Regions from separate parts of the Mus musculus genome. Here region 2 is linked to region 1. The links are chromatin contacts, called in public Micro-C maps. All regions are on one chromosome and are shown on one strand. Each heading gives the region's core, a stretch centred on a gene start, on an enhancer-like site or on the middle of the called end of the contact. The rest is flanking DNA. Distances are from core to core; before and after follow the strand shown. Region 1 has its middle 14 kb from the start of Adamtsl4. Region 2 holds the start of Prpf3 (pre-mRNA processing factor 3).

Region 1 (2,700 bases), core at 86-2,585:
TCAGATCTGAGAGCTTTGGTGACTGGGATAGAGCAGTTCACTTCTGAGCAGGGGAAACCACAGTCCCTTGCAGTTAGGGCTGCCTGTCACATCCCCACAGTGGCAACTGTAGCCCCAAGATTTAAGAGATGCAGGGGTGAGGAGCAGTAACTCAAGGTCACCTTAAGCACTGCGTAGCAAGTGTTTCTCAAGGCCTCTGCTTCATGGCTCGCTTCCAGGTTTCTGCCTTGACTTTGCTCTGATGGCCATCAATGGTGGACTGTAACCTGTATGATGTAAACCCTTTCTCTCCCTTGCTTTGGTCATAGTCTTCGTCATAGGAACAGAAAGTAAATTAGGACAAGGAGGCATTGGGGGGAATATAGTCAAATTCATTATATTTGTGTATGAAAATAACGTGAAGTCTATTGATACAGGTGATTAACCTATATCAGTAAACAAAAAGCTTGAATGTCCAAATGCAAAAAAAAAAAAAAAAATCCTAAAAATTATTACAACTCTGTTCAGCAACCTGCAGCCCGGGAAACCTGTCAGGTCTACAAAGACTTATTGGAACTGTGATATTTCTTTTCTTTCTTTCTTTCTTTCTTTTTTTGTTTTTGTTTTTTTTTGTTTGTTTGTTTTGTTTTGTTTTTCTGTTTTTCGAAAGAGGTTTTCTCTGTGTATCCCTGGCTGTCCTGGAACTCACTCTGTAGACCAGGTTGGCCTCGAACTCAGAAATCTGCCTGCCTCTGCCTCCCATGTACTGGGATTAAAGGCGTGCGCCACCACTGCCCAGCAACTGTGATATTTCTAAAGCAGCTTAAAAGGACAGGAGGCAGAAAAGACAGGGGCCTGACTTTCAACCGCTAAGACACACTATATTTATTAGTGCACTTAGCAAGAGGCAGCCTCTCTCCCACGGGAAATTGAGGGGTCTACAGAGGGTAGAGGGAGCTGGCTGAAATGGTTTATAGGGTTGGGATGAGGGACTTGGCAGTAAGGAAGTTGTTATTTTCCAAAACAAAGTATCCTTTCTAGGATGTCCATAAGAACAAAAGGTTATCCATAACATTGTAGGAATCTTGTTTTACTGTACCAGGGGTACTTCAGGAGACCACGTGCCATCTTCCAGGGCCCACAGCCTCCTGGTTTTCACAGTCTTGCCTTCTCGACAGTCCCCGAGTCTCCCCAAGCTCACAGTACCCAGCCTTAGATTACTCATTTGGTCTCACGTGACCCTCTGATTCCCTAGACCACAATGCTACCACCATGCAGGGGCAGTAGAAGCCCAGCTCCGGGTCTTCCCGGCAAAACGGAGCAGGGCGCGGAGATTCGGGGCGGGGCCTAGGGCGGGGTTCTGGACTCTGAGAAGGAAACCCTGAGCAGACCTTTGGACTCAGCTCTGCGGGAATCACATCAGCCGTTGACTCAGTCGACTCCCCCAGGCATAAAATCACAAAAGAGTTTTTGTTAGATGCTGATTGGGGAGGGAGGGGGAAAAGGGAGTCCAGGCTCCTTTTAGAAGGCCAGACCTCTGCAGTTTGAGCCAGGGGCCGCCTGGAGCCGCCCGGGACGGCCCAGAACGGCCCAGAACGGCCCGGAGCCAACCTGGGGGGAGCAACAGGACTTGGAGGGCTCAGAACTGCTAAGGCATCTCTCTCTATCCCTGCTGAGAGTCCATGCAGTTGGTCCTGTGTGGATTCACCAGGTAGTTGCTGAGTGCAACGTTAGCCAAACCTATCCGAACGTTTGTAAAATGTTAAACAAGGGCAAAATCTGGGGAACAGGTCCTGATAACGAAGATTAAACTGTAAATTACTTTAAAATACAAGGCAATTTACCTTCAATTCCAGTACTGCAGAGGCAGGAGGACCAGCCTGGTCTATACAATGAGTTCCAGGCCAGCCAGGGTACACAATAAAACCTTGAAGAAAAAAAAAGGGGTGGGGGGCAAAGTGGCAAATCAGATACCCTGATGGGATATGAGATGGGACAGAGAGAGATGGCTCAGCAATTCTGAGCACTTGCTTGCACGGGAAATCGCAGTGATTAGACCACTCCTGTGGGTGGAAAAGGAAAAGTTTATTCAAACTGCCAAGGCTATCTCTCAAGGGTCAAAAAGGTAGGGAAAGCCTTGCCAGTTATAAAGAGAGGAGCTAGCCAGAACAGCATGGAGGTTCAGAGTGGTAGAGGGGCTTTGATATGTGTTACAGTTTATGTTAATAGGGAACTAGTTGCCACATTTGCCCCATTTGGTAGGGAAAGATTAGGGAAATGGCTCTACCTGGCAGTCAGAAGCCATTTTGTAGGCTTCTGGAGAATGCTGAGTGTAAGCTTTTGTTTATCCACAGACAAACTTGTTCTATTTTGAGTCCAGCCTGAGCTGAGCCCAGATTGTCATTTGGGGACACTGTCAGGAGTGCTGCCGTTTTAGGGACTTGAGGGTGGGGGCCTAACATCGCTCTTCCAGAGGACCAGGGTTTGATTCCCTGCACCCACACAGCAGCTCAGAAGTCTGTAACTCCACTTTAGGAGATCTGACCCCCACTTCTGGCCTCTTGGGGTTCATGGAACACAGGCATAGAAGCAAGAAAAACACCCACACAGAGCAGGCTGGGAAAGGTAAAATTTAAAGAAAATGGGAAGCTGGATATGGTGGTTCATACTTATAATCCCAACACAGAAGGGCTGCATGAGGTGAAGGCCAGTCTGGGCCAC
Region 2 (2,700 bases), core at 52-2,551, 150 kb before region 1:
TTCCTTAAAAAAAAAAAAAAAAAAAAAAAAAAAGTTTTACATTTTATTTGGGGGATGTGTAGTGGGGAACTTGCCATGGTAGACAAGTATTTATTAAGTACTTAATTGTATGAGTGTTACTGTAAGTATAAGCACTAAGCGTGTGGTGGCTATTCCTGGTTATCTACTTGACTATATTTGGAATGAACTACAATTCAGAATTGGAAGGCTCACCTGTGATCCTAATCTGGAGGCTGAGATATACAATTTCTGACCTGGATCTTGGCACGGAGATCTTGAGGCATAGTGGCTATAAATTCCAGAAAATTAAGACTGGGGGATCTTTGAGTTGAAGGCTTGGTGGCACACACCTTTCATCTGGGCCACACCTTCTGCTGGAGACCTACATAAGGACATTGGAAGAAGGAAGATTCTCTCTCTCTTCTCCACCTGCTTGTCTTGTGGGACTGAGCAACTGCTAGATCCTTGAACTTCCTTTCATAGCTGCTGCTGCCCATTGTTGGGACTTGGACTACAGACTGTAAGTCATCAACAAATCCCCTTACTATACAGAGACTACCCATAAGTTCTATGACTCTAGAGAACCCTGACTAGTACAAAGCCTAAGTTAACTTTTATGAATACGGTAGATGATACTACAAGTACAATAAGGAAAAAAAAAAGAAAAAAGAAAAAAAAAGTGGGACTCTAGAGCGTCAAGTATCAAAATTAAATAGGGCGGCCAGAAAGGCTTCTCTAAGGCTAATTTGAGCACAAACCCGAAGTAGAGTGGAGTGCAAATCTTGTAGTTTTCTTAGTAAAGAGCCATGCAAGGCAGAAAGCGACAAGCGAGAAAGTAGTCTGGTTTCTGAGGCTGAGCTAGCAATTGGAATACTGTTATCCCTAGAGGTTAGGAAGTGAGGCAGGTTTTGGTGTTTCATTGGCGAATGGGAAGCCAGGGGATAGCTCTGAATCTGTTCTTTTTTGTTGCCTGGTCTCTGGTATCGATTTTAAATTAGGGAGGCAAAGTTAAGGGAGGGCAGCTAATGCTAGAGATCACAATTTTTTTTTTTTTAAACTAGAAAGGACACTTTGAGTACGAATGTGGACGTCCTTGCTTTTAGTTCTAAGTGATAATCTTAGCGCACTAACTCTTTGGACCCGAGGGAATGTGATGCCAACCGATTTCTGCTCCGGGAAATAATGCCCGAACTAACGTTGGCATCGCTCCGGGACAACCCGCGGACTAGGCTTTAGGATCCCGCGGCGCGTGCGCCCCGCGGCCGGCACCTTGATACCGCGGCTGCGCAGCTGAGGCCCCGCCTTCCGTAGTCACGTGCCGTAGGGACCGCAGCGTGGCGGTGTGTGGCGGTAGCGACGGCGGGCCGTAGGGCAACCGGAAGGTTTCCGGTTCCGGTGTAACGTTCGGGCTCCGTCTCAGGGGCTGAAGTTTGTGAGGTGAGTAGTGGCCCCGCGCCCGAAAGGCTGTAGCCTTCGGTGCGAGCGGCTGGACAGGGCGGGAGTGCTCGGCGGGAAGCAGGCTGGGAGGACTCCCTGGTTCTGTCCGGGGAAGAAGTCAGAATGGGCTGGCTGAAGGCAAAGGGCGGGGGCGGGAAGCAGCAGGGTGGGCAAACCTGCCCTGAGGTGAGGAGTTAGCGCGGACTCGGTGGGGCCGGGGCCAGGTGGGAAGATAGCAAAGACCGGAGCATGGGGTTCCAGGGGCTTGTAGCGTAGAAAAGTAAGGAATCCCTTCGGAAGATGAGATTCTGCTACCTGCTCATTCAGAAGACAGCGTTCTGCCTCCCTCCCCTTCCCCTTCCCCTTCCCCTCCACCCCCCAGCCCCCCACCGACGCTGACGCCCCCTCGCTATTAGAGTTGAACATCTGGTTAGTGACAACTCTACTGACTGAAACTTTCTTATCCATTGACTGTTTCGTTTGCACATTCGGGTCGAATTTGAAGACATCCATTTGTTAGTATATTTCTTGAGCTTACATCCAATATGCTTAATATGCTTCACCTATTACTCTGGATTTTGAAAATTGCTTAAACTTTCTAGCCTATTATTCAATTGTAGTGGGTTGTAAGTCCCATTAACATGAGGATTCTTGGCTGTTTTGTTCACTGCTGTGTGTGTCCTTACATGCAGTAAGTATTCTGCTTGACAAGAAATAGTAACTTAAGTATTTATTGAATGGAGTGTTATACCAGATGTCTCATTTTCTAAGATAAGTATACTGAGGCTCTCGGGAATTAACTTGCTTTCCTAAGGGCTTATGAATGGTGGTGCTTACTATATTCTATCTTAAATGGGCTTTCTTCTCCACTTTTAGTGCCTGTGGTTGCTTTCTTTTTGATAGGCAGTATACTGCTATCTCATGATGGCCCAAAAAAGCTATCCCAGGATTATTCATAAAAGTTGTCACTGAGAAACAGCCTTCCAGATTCATTCAGATGTATTAAATACTGTGTATTGACAGATCTTATGAGAGAGAAATCTGTCAAGAATGTAGGAGCTAATTAGACTGCATCTTTTTTTTTTTTTTTTTTTTTTTATGACAAGGTCTCATGTAGCCACCGGTGATGTTGAACTCTGTAGCCAAGGCTGGACTTGAACTCCTGATTCCCCTTGTGCTGGGATCACAGGCTTGTATGATCATTCTGAGGTTGCATTTTTTAGATGTCTTTAAACATCTTGAAAGAGTAATTCCCAGATCATA

What was found. Hi-C and Micro-C count contacts between places; a contact is called where the count stands out from the background.
Region 2: a Micro-C map of embryonic stem cells shows a contact between it and region 1, with 3 times the contacts expected there. The contact joins the promoter of Prpf3 here to the enhancer-like site in region 1. A contact is called at or near these places in 4 of 39 promoter capture datasets (liver, macrophages, maxillary cranial neural crest and 1 more), 1 of 484 Hi-C or Micro-C datasets (embryonic stem cells) and 3 of 9 other capture datasets (adipose tissue, liver and pancreatic islet).

The regions. Positions count from the first base shown.
Region 1 is chr3:95,700,951-95,703,650 of GRCm38.p6, reverse strand. No RefSeq gene overlaps it. Among named protein-coding and RNA genes, the nearest start is that of Adamtsl4, 14 kb to the right of the region's middle. Within about 2 kb of position 1,335, at least 228 of the 459 cell types and tissues checked have an H3K27ac peak or open chromatin away from gene starts, as enhancers often do. A contact at or near this core is called in embryonic stem cells, liver, pancreatic islet and 1 more, where this site is marked.
Region 2 is chr3:95,854,486-95,857,185 of GRCm38.p6, reverse strand. Prpf3 (pre-mRNA processing factor 3) reads left to right here and starts at 1,301. Exons shown (of 16, transcript NM_001316751.2): 1 at 1,301-1,437.